3 separate regions of the Mus musculus genome follow, and regions 1 and 2 are each linked to region 3. The links are chromatin contacts, called in public Hi-C and HiChIP or PLAC-seq maps. All regions are on one chromosome and are shown on one strand. Each heading gives the region's core, a stretch centred on a gene start, on an enhancer-like site or on the middle of the called end of the contact. The rest is flanking DNA. Distances are from core to core; before and after follow the strand shown. Region 1 overlaps Akt3 (thymoma viral proto-oncogene 3). Region 2 holds the start of Akt3 (thymoma viral proto-oncogene 3). Region 3 overlaps Sdccag8 (serologically defined colon cancer antigen 8).

Evidence for each region. Hi-C and Micro-C count contacts between places; a contact is called where the count stands out from the background. HiChIP or PLAC-seq counts read pairs in DNA pulled down with a chosen protein or histone mark.
Region 1: a contact with region 3 is called in an H3K4me3 HiChIP or PLAC-seq map of embryonic forebrain, with 2.6 times the contacts expected there. The contact joins two enhancer-like sites. A contact is called at or near these places in 3 of 484 Hi-C or Micro-C datasets (the HPC-7 cell line, group 2 innate lymphoid cells and nephron progenitors), 3 of 115 datasets of contacts at active chromatin or transcription factors (bone marrow-derived macrophages, embryonic basal ganglia and embryonic forebrain) and 2 of 9 other capture datasets (adipose tissue and pancreatic islet).
Region 2: a contact with region 3 is called in a Hi-C map of pre-B cells, with 2.5 times the contacts expected there. The contact joins the promoter of Akt3 here to the enhancer-like site in region 3. A contact is called at or near these places in 10 of 484 Hi-C or Micro-C datasets (the C10 cell line, the N1E-115 cell line, cerebellum and 5 more), 10 of 115 datasets of contacts at active chromatin or transcription factors (astrocytes, bone marrow-derived macrophages, differentiating embryonic stem cells and 6 more) and 3 of 9 other capture datasets (adipose tissue, liver and pancreatic islet).

What each region holds. Positions count from the first base shown.
Region 1 is chr1:177,148,459-177,152,056 of GRCm38.p6, reverse strand. All of the region lies in intron 1 of Akt3 (thymoma viral proto-oncogene 3), which reads left to right. Among named protein-coding and RNA genes, the nearest start is that of Akt3, 99 kb to the left of the region's middle. Within about 2 kb of position 1,341, at least 80 of the 459 cell types and tissues checked have an H3K27ac peak or open chromatin away from gene starts, as enhancers often do. A contact at or near this core is called in the HPC-7 cell line and embryonic forebrain, where this site is marked.
Region 2 is chr1:177,246,678-177,250,091 of GRCm38.p6, reverse strand. Akt3 (thymoma viral proto-oncogene 3) reads left to right here and starts at 1,325. Exons shown (of 13, transcript NM_011785.4): 1 at 1,325-1,416. The coding sequence starts at 1,371.
Region 3 is chr1:176,992,779-176,995,974 of GRCm38.p6, reverse strand. All of the region lies in intron 16 of Sdccag8 (serologically defined colon cancer antigen 8), which reads right to left. Among named protein-coding and RNA genes, the nearest start is that of Gm15423, 53 kb to the right of the region's middle. Within about 2 kb of position 1,619, at least 147 of the 459 cell types and tissues checked have an H3K27ac peak or open chromatin away from gene starts, as enhancers often do. A contact at or near this core is called in the HPC-7 cell line, astrocytes, cerebellum and 8 more, where this site is marked.

The DNA of each region.
Region 1 (3,598 bases), core at 92-2,591, 160 kb before region 3:
TACTTTAAATGTCCCCCACATTGATCAGAAGGATACTTGCAGCAAATTGTAGTCGCTTAGACGGCTGCTTTTACTTCCCTAGAAACTTTGAGGATTCCCATGAGTTCTAGTTGAATAGTATGTGTTTAGAACATAGATGATAGTAGTTAGGTAAACACACTATCTGAAGAGGAACATTGATCCCATTAAAGTAAATTTACCAGTGTTTAAACCAGTAAACTAATGGAACATAATTTTCTAGGTTTTTATTTTTTTTGTCAAAAGAAAAGTTGGATGTTAGAGCTTGATAACAGTTTATTAATGCTGTTAAAGTCTTTTTTTTTTAAGCAGTGAGATGTTAAAGAATTTTGAAGTGGACAAAAATATTAGAGTGTATCTATATCTAAGCATAAATATGCTTATTTATATTTTTATAGTTTATACATATCAAGCATAAATTATATATGTATTTGTGTGTGTGTGTGTGAGTGAGTGAGTGAGTGAGTGAGTGAGTGAGAAAACTATTCTATACTGTATTTTGTCAGTCTAGAACAGTGCTTGGCACAGTACTATGTAATAGCAGAATTTCTAACAAAACAAAACAGTTCTAGGGCACATAGAAGGAAGTGTTTCTTCTAGGTTTACTAATATGTATGAGTGAGAGTTCTATGTGCATTAATGAAATTAAACAGATGAGATTAGTAAAAGGTCATTCTCATGGAGGCCTTATCTCTGAGGTTGCTGTAGAAATCTTATCCACTATCATACTTTATTTTGTTGGAATTTTCTGAATTACTAACAACTTAAAAACACTTCAATGAACTTGTATTTGTTAAGTTTTTTTTTTTTAAGAGTTAAGAAAGACACTTTACAAAGTGGACTCATTGTTTAATTTTGTTTTGCATTTTACTAGATTGCTGTGCTAGGCCAATAAATTAAACCTAGGCAGTTCTGTTGCTAATTACACAAAACTTCTCTTGGTATCAGATATTCAAATCCATTTTATGAATATGGTAGAGAGAATAACAACTGTAAAACAAAGCAGTATGCATGTAAGTGACTGTTAGCGTGCATTTCAGAAAGGATAAATGCTCACCATATGGTACAATTACTGTGTCCAAGTTTTCAAATTAGCTTCTCTCATCCTCCTTATTACTGTCTTTAAAAAGAGAGGAAAAAAACCCAACATGATTTATCTACTCTGCAACAGAACTCTTGACGCAAAACAGCAGCCCAGTTCTGTCCAGTTTTTTTTTTTCCTTAGCATAATAGAGGCTGTCGGACTTTTTTTTTATACTAATTACTGTGTGAGCCTCAGATGAACCCCTTCAATTCACAGGGCTTTGTTAAGGGAGGAGCTGTCAATGTGTCTGCCCGTTTGCAGCTGTGCTGTGGCTTTAGCTTGCTTAACATTATGCTGCTTTTTAGACTTGACAGAAGGGATTTTTTTTTTTTATTAAGGCAAAGCAGCCTTGTAACGAAATGGTTTAAGCAGCTGCATTGTAGGGAAGCACAAAGAAGTTATTATTGTGTCTGTTTTGGGGGGGGGGCGGTAAAGGGGGAGATATTCGGCTGCTGTTGATGCCGATTGTTGACTTGCCATCTGCCAGATAGGGAGAAGAAAAAAATGACAGCTCCAGCAGGGTGTTCAAGAGGTTGTTTGGAGAGACGCATAAACATGTGCAGATGTCGAACTGAATAATAGCTAGAGCTGGAGACGGTTTATGATGCTGCTGATGTTTGTGCATATACAGAATGAATGTATGTGTGCATTTGGTTAACCAAGGGTACATACTAATTATCATTGTTTTCCTGCATGTCCCCCTCCTCTGATTTTGTTAATTAGTTTAGGAGTGTAATACTTCCTCTTCCTTCTCTTGTTCACGTCTAAGCTTTAAAAAAAAACTTTCTTAAATGGCAATATAAACTTTCTTACTTTTCTACAAAGACAGTAGAAAACCCAGTTCATTAATGTTTGATGTGAATTTCTAACTGGTAACAAAAACTTTTGATTAGTAATCTTTTAGTTCAGTTACCATCTTCTTAATGATTCCACTGACAATTTAACTGGGCAGCACTTAAAACTATCATTTGAAAGTGGGTTGATTTATTCTATAGTTTACTACTAGAGTAACTTAATTAACTTAATATCACATTTATTTTCTTGAGTAATTCTATAAAACTTTAAACCCAGATGTTCCCTGTGCTGCAAGAAAGAGAGAGAGAGAGAGAGAGAGAGAGAGAGAGAGAGAGAGGCAGAGAGACAGAGAGAGAGGAGGTGTGAGTTACATTGGCCTTATTTTTAAAAATAATATTCTTTCTCTTTGTTTTTGTGTCTTTTAATGGCTGGAATCCTCATCAAGCATTAATGAGTTGATTTTTTTTCCCCCCTTGGCCTTTTGTGGCATTAGGTCTTAGATTTTTGAATATCTAGAATCCTCTTAGGTACATATGTAGAAGTAAGTGTATTTATTCAAATGTTTTCCTTTCATCTCAGATAATTGAATGATACAGTGATGTTATATAGAGGTTTTCCAAGTTTTTTTTTTTTTTTTAAGAATACTTCAGTTTTTGGTAAAAGTTGAATAGCAGTATGAATGAAATGACTAAAAGAGAGAGCCTCAGTTTTTAAATTTCCCCTTTAAAACTCTGTAGGAATTTTTAATTAAAAAAGAAACTGCTAGAAGAATTAATAAGAAAGATTGCTTATTTTGAGTTTTGGTATACTCTCGCCATTTTAAACATGTAAGGTCTTGTTGCATATTTGTTAAGTAAAAATGCCTGAAGTGTGGTTGAAAGGCCGGCATCCTGATAGCTTTAGGTCCATGATAATGTTTTTCTGAAAGGGTTATTTTCTACTCCTCATAAAGAAGTCAAGTCTGGTCTTTCTAGGGGGAAAATGTATTTTATTTTCAGTTTCTTCTCCAACAACTCTAATCTGTGCTTGCTGAGAAAGCATAGTCACCCGTTTCACTGGACCTCTCCTTTGCCTTTGTATTTCATTAGGAAATGTAGAATTATGCACATATTATTTGTAGTTTCACACTCAGTCCTGAGACCCTTCCTAACTTTGGGACAAGCAACTGACATTTTTCACATAGAGTTTTTGTTAAATTGAGAGTGTGATTTGCCAGAGGTCAGTATGTTAATGAGCAGCTGACTAAAGCAAGCTTGAGGAAAGCAAACTTGTCTGTCCATGCTGTAGTAGTCACTTATTTGCTCATTTCTTCAGAGCCATGTAACAAACCTTAATACAGGCCAGTACACATAGAGACGTGATTGAAATAGTAAAGGCAGATTAATTTTGAAGTTAAAGGGACTAGATTTAAATATCACTTAGATATGTGAGCTTATAAAAGTCACTTAAACTGTTTGAATTTAGTCTACAAAGGAAACAATAGCTGTCATTGCAGGAACTTGAAAAGACTAAGTGAAATAGTACAGTTAGCATTTCGGGAACAAATTCAGGAGTGGCTGTTAGTATGATTTTATTTTCATTAGGTGTTAATGAAAGTCTAGAGATCATAGATACAGCAGTCAAAGTATTAAAGTGTTTTATGGGAAGTAAGTACACAAATTTCTAGAGGCTATGTTAAGGGAGTAGTCACAGGTAGGAGAT
Region 2 (3,414 bases), core at 76-2,575, 250 kb before region 3:
TGTAATCTAGTTAAGTACTATCTGGGAATTCAACCTTGAATTTAATTCTATACATATTTATGAAGGTCCGACTTCATAGAATAGTACAATTAGTCTATGTACCTATTTTTTTTTTCTGTTTACTTAAAGTTTATGTTGTGTGTCACTTAAGACTGGTTATCTGGCCCATATTTTTGCAAATGTGGAAGCACTTTCACAAAGTTCTGTGGCAACATTTCCCCTCTTAGATTGGTAGGGACAATAATAGTGCAGTTCATTAAGCTTATTGCTCTATGTAAGGATGCCTTGAAGAAACCTTTTACTAAGTTATCATGTAAAGACCTAGGGGATAAACTTCTGGTTAATATCTTAGGAAACACTGTTTTCTTCTCAGCAGCTCTCGTCTTTTTTGTATTACAGACATTAATACTGAAACCTATCATGGTTTTGAATTAGCAGTTTTCCTAAAACATTTCATTCCAAATTTTTGACTTTCACAAGTAGAGTTTTGAAATGAAGAGTGCCAATTTAGGAGTGAGGTACTCCAAATTCAGATTTTGGCTCTACAGCTTACTACCTTGAAATCTAGCAATTAGTTATTCTCTTTGAGCCCCAGGCTCACAGTTCTGTGAAATGAAGGCCGAGTGTCCTAACAGAGTTGTAAAGATTATCAGAGAATGACAGATGAACAATTTTGGCATGTCTTTTCTACTTTTATATTTCCTTTGTTCTACTTTTTGTATCTACCCAAGGAAATAATGTTGTATACTTAATGTAATTTACCTAAAATATTTTTAGAACAAGGCAGATTATATGAATGTTAGTTTCTTGCAACATTGTATTTTACATAAAATAAAGCAATTAAAACTATAATGATTTTTGAAATTAAAGGGATGTGGGCCACTCAACTTTCATTCTTTCTCCCCTTCATCCCAAATACACAGTACAAAATGTGCTTTCTGTATATTTGTAGATCTGACAGTTATTTTGTTAGGACATTTAATTTCAGTCTCTTAAGTTAAATATTTCACTATCATTTAACATCTGCCACAAGACCAGAGCAGTGTATTCATAGAACCATTTATTAATCCCCCCATGTTTGAGAAGCTAGACTTTATGTGCGGTCAGGCCAATTGAAGACATTTACAAAGACTTAGTTGTTTGTTATTGCTATGTGAGTTCAAGAATGGAAAAAAAAAAAAGAAATTCTTTCTTCAATACTTCCTTCCAGGCTGAGTCATCACTAGAGAGTGGGAAGGGCGGCAGCAGCAGCAGCAGCAGCAGCAGCAGCAGCAGCAGCAGCAGCAGCAGCAGCAGCAGCGAATCCAAACCCTAAAACTGACCTGCAAAGCACCATTTCTCCAAGTTGGGGGGCTCAGAGGGGAGCCATCATGAGCGATGTTACCATTGTGAAAGAAGGTTGGGTTCAGAAGAGGGGTAAGTTAAGTGCTGAGCTGTGAGTGGGTGCTGAGAGTTGGTCTTTCCTCTGGCGCTGTTGAATCAAGTGGGAAGTGCTGTCTGATAGGGCTGAAAGAAACTTTACCATGTATGTTAGGAGTCTGCTTATTTAGGGATTTCCTTCTAATTCTTTTTTTTTTGTAGTTTATAATTATGACGTTAGATTTTTGCATGCATGCATGTTAGTAATGTATTTTTCTATAATGTCTTCAGATTCAACAGACTTTACAGAATTTAACATAGAAATGAACTCTTGTGTCTATAAATGATATATTGATATTTAGATAAAAATATGGCTCTGTGTAAATTTGTATGGTAGCATAAAGAATTAATATAGTAAGGCGAGGGCTTACATTTAAACTGTTAGACTAAACAGACCCATAAATTAGGTAAATTAAAGCTCTTATATAAAAATTCAAATGTGGACAGTGATTTTTTTTGTTTAATTTTATATTTTTTGTTTACATGATCTACTTTTACTGTATATTTCCTGTCCACTCTTTTTTGATAAAGGCATTATTTTTATTATTAAATAACTGCTATAAAATTTAGTTTATAATGTGAGTGATCACCTCCTTACTTAATCTATATGTTTATTAGAGATCTGGACTTTAGGCTAGTTGCTCAGCAATTATACCTGTCTACGTACATGGCCAGATTCAGTAGACTGAGGAATCCTTTTGGCCCTATTTGAGAGTTGAAAGTTACCTCTAACCACTGACTTTCATTTCTTTGAAAATCTTTGGTTAATGCTTAGGCTAAAGAGCTGTTGTCAGTTTTTAAATGGAATTTTAAAATAGGCCTTATCAAGTTATAATTTACATACAATAAATATTCCAAAAAACCCTTTTAATGGGTTGTGCCTTTTTATGGTGTACATTTGTGGTGATGTAACAAACACTACAGGCCTAAAATAGAACATTTCTATCACTCTAAAAAGTTCTTTCCATGTTGCTTTTAGTTCACTGCTTCTCTTTCAACTTTGGCAATCACCTGATGTGTTGTCTCTTACTATAATTATGATTTTCAAAGATTTCAGTTCAGTGGACTCATAAAACCCATGGTCTTTTGTGTCTAGTTTCTTTCCTACTCACACTTCACTGCTTTATCCATGTCGTTTATGTGAAAAGAAGAACTACTTCAGGAAATACTATTCTTCATTTATTTGTTTATTTTTAACTAATTTTCTTTTTGAAACAGAATCTCACTTTATACCCAAGTTGCAGTTAGACTTACTATGTAGCTCAGGTAGTTATTCAACTTGATGATTCTCCTGTCTAGGTCTCTTGAGAACTGGGGTTATAGGCATGTTTTACCACTCCTGGCTTTGTCTTTTTAATACTTGGTAGAAATTTGGTTTGTCTCTGGATATTGTGAATAAAGTTTTTATGAACATTGAGTACATGATGTTTCCATTTGTATTGGTAATAACCTAGGATAAGATTGCAGGTTATATGGTAAGTGCCTGTTTAAATTTATAAAACTGCCAATTTATTTTCCAAAGTGACTGACCATTTGTGTCATTATATTTGTCCTTTGCTTTATTCTCTCATGTATTTGGAAAGTATTTTCAGATTTTAGTGTTGTGTTTTTTGTTTTCTTTCTTAACTAGTTTATATTCTTTCACCTTTTTAGAGGGGAGCAAAGGAGAGGAAATGGCAAGTCACTTAAACCTCTAAAAATTTCCTTTATTATTTCCTAAAATTTGATCCTAAGATCATTGTAAGACTCAAGTGAAATAATGAATCTGCCTTTCTGTATACTCATGTCTGTCTAAGGTCTTAGGGTGGTTCTTAATTCTGTAAAATTACATCTTTTCTGAAGTACCATGATGAAAGCTTAGTGTTTAGCTCATAAGATATATAATAGAAAACAAAGAAAATGGTACATAAGAAATTTTGTTGTTCAGAGGTCCTCCCCCAACGTGTATCTGCCTTTCTGCATTCATGTTCGTGCTTATTGAAAAATAATAGCCAT
Region 3 (3,196 bases), core at 370-2,869:
TAGCTTTATGTGCTGATCCAAGTGGTCAGCTCACTATGTCAATTCTACCCTTTCCTTGGTTCTGTGTGTGGGGAGGGCGTCCAGCTGGGGTCAGACATGATAGGCAAGGCATCAATATTCGGTATGCTCTGTTCCCACAGGGCTCAGAAAGGCCAGGAGCTGACTCACCAGTCACTCTCAGAGCTCTCAAAGGTTAATGAAGATTTGCTGAATGCTTCTCTCAGGTCAACCCACTGCTTCCTTGGTTGTTCTCAGCCATTCGACCTTCTATAAGCCAACTTTTGTCACATCTGAGCCTCAGAGTTAGCTATGAACTAACTTTTCCAGCCACTGGCGATTTTACTGCATGTACAAAGTCCTCTTCTCAGCAACAGAGCACAATGCTTGCCTTGCGATGGCCATGTACTGCCAGTACCCTAGGTCTCAGCGCTCAGTTTATGCTTATTCTGAACTATAAAATAGCATCTGAGCTCTCAGATGAGCCAGGGAATGGCAGGTATGGCCTAACAGTGCAGTGACTTCACTGGTAGAGACTGGAAGACCTACAACAGTGGGAGGGTATGCTCTCATGTGCTCACTATGGCCTCCACAGATTTGTCTATCTCCTGGGATCAGGATGGACACACAGGCCCCTGGGAGTTAGACAGCCTTCCTGCAAAAGGCATTTGTCAAGGCCCTGAGAACTGTAGGACTGAGCCTGGAGCCCTGCGGAGGACAGAGGAACAGCACACGGGAGCAGGGCTGCAACATGACTAATTAATTACCAAATTGGGGGCAGAGAGGAGAGTTCACAGGGGCCTAGAGCCCAGAGAACCCAGCCTTGTAATTAATAGTTGAAAAGTTCTAGTCAATTCTCAGAGTTCGAAGAACATTAAAAGAATACTTGATGCTGCGGGCAGGGAGGAAAGCAGCCGCCGCCCCAGGGCCAATTGCCTCTCCAGCAGCGGCAAGGCTGCTCCCCTGCTCTCAGGACCATTTGTTCCATTACACAATCTCCTGAAGCCATTTAGAGAGAGCTCAAACAACTGCCTGTACCAACGCGACACATGGCTCCCCATTCCGACTCTTTGCTAATCCAGACGCTCCAACCATCTTTCTTTAAGATGCCATATGGTTGGCAGAAGCCTGTAGATCTTCTAGCAGCACATCTGTTTCTGCCTTTCTCCTTCCCTCCATCCCCCAACAAAAGAGGGCTAGGAAGGCAGCCTGAGAGGAGGCTCACTGTGCCCCTGCCTGGCTGGAGGCTCCTCTTACTCACTCTGACACAACAAGGCTTTTAAGGGGATGACCAGGAATTATTTGGGACTCCACCATTTTTAACTGTGGGGCATGGCGATTTTCTTTTTTTTTTTTTCTTTTTTTGACCTATTGATGATTTTAAAACAAAATTTGAAAAATAAAACATAGAGTCTTGTCTCCCAAAAAATTGATTATTTTAAAACCACTTCTGAATGGCCTAGTGGGATTCTTTCAATGCAGTCTTCTACCAACGAGCCTCCTCCCTGGCTTGAGTAGTTTCTTTTCGGTCAAGGAAGACAGACACACTGAGAGGAACAGACCCTGAGCTGGCTTTGTTAGCTAGCATAGCGGCTGTATGCTAATGAGGCAGCTCCACAAGGGGCTTTTTTGGTGTGATGAGCAGAGACTGTTGACACTGTTGCAATCCTGGCTCTCCTGGCCTGTGAGTCCATGGGCTGTCTCCTTGGAATCTGGCCCCCAGTGAGACAGTCTATTCAACTGTCTGATGACTGAAACCTGGCTCTCTGTAACCGTGAACAGTTGAGGGTGGGGGAGAGGGGAGAAAATAGTCTATCAGGCCCACGGTCAGAGACACCAGGGAAACTGGCAGATTTCTTCTGCACAGATACGTAGGACAGATTCACGGCCATGATGAAAGCCTTAGGAACAAAGTACTGATAAGTGCAGGCGAGGGGCACAGTGACCGCCTCTGTTTCTGGGTGCCTGGCACTCAGCAGGTGGGGCTGTCTCAGTGCCACAAGAGGAGCAAACTAAGTGTCTGACCTCCGTGTAATTTGGTTTGGACCTTGTGTTGGCTAACCACACGCAATTCCTCGTGTCTGTGGGAATGTGGTAAAGGCAGGAAGGAAGTGACTATCCTGCTGAGGCCAACGGAGAACACCGGAGAACACCGGAAGGGAGAGGCACGCCTTGGGTGCTGTGCATGCTGTCTGAAGCATGTCTTCCCTTGCCTCGCCCGAGACCACGAGAGACAGGTCCTTATTTCAGTTTGACAGAGGAAGAGACTCATGTTTGGAGGGAGGGAAGGAAACAACATCAATAAAAAAGTCTTTAGCAAACATCTATACGTAGGAAGTTGCCAAACTCCAAGGCCCAACACAGGTCTCACAAGGGATGCTAGGTCTGCTTATGCAGGTAGCATTGTTCATAGGGCCCATACTGTGGGCCAGAGAGCAGTAACACCAACTGGCTAGAACCAGTATGCAGACAGGGGAACCAAACTGTAAATCCATTACTTACAATCTACAACAGGAATAAAAAGTTCTTGTAACTGAAATGTAAAGCATGAGGAATGGCCTGAGAAGCAGAGCTCTGAGACAGGAAGTCAGCAGCATCCGTGCACACAGCCGCAGCATCCATGCACACAGCCGCAGCATCCATGCGCATAGCCGCACAGCCACAGTGTCTGCACACACAGCCACACAGCCACACAGCCACAGCCGGCTGAGCCACCTTGAGGACAGGGTTGAGGGTTCTATCTTTAGAAATGTCTTTGCGGCCTAGGGCTGCATGTTACAGAGAGCAGTGGTTTTTAGTGAGCTGATGTTTAATGCTGTGAAGGAATATGGCTTAGGCACATTACATCAAAGCTATATGTCTTACCATGAAATTCATGAAGTAGATGTGATACTACTCAAAGAAAATATAATAACCCAAACTAGATAACAAGAAGTAAATTCTTCCTCCCATGATGATGATGAACACAGCTGACTACTAGCACTCTTTTGGACTAGTCTCATGGAGATGTAGGTACACAGAATGACAGATTTGCAGGTAAAATCAAATGGACCTCAACTGAAATCTGAGCATGATCCTAAGCAAATTCTTGGAAGACTGATTCTTGCTTTACAGTCTAAAGCAATGCTACCTACCCTACAGGACTGTTAGGAGAATTAGAGATAGTACATCAAGGGCCAGGCCCACTGAGCACCTTGAG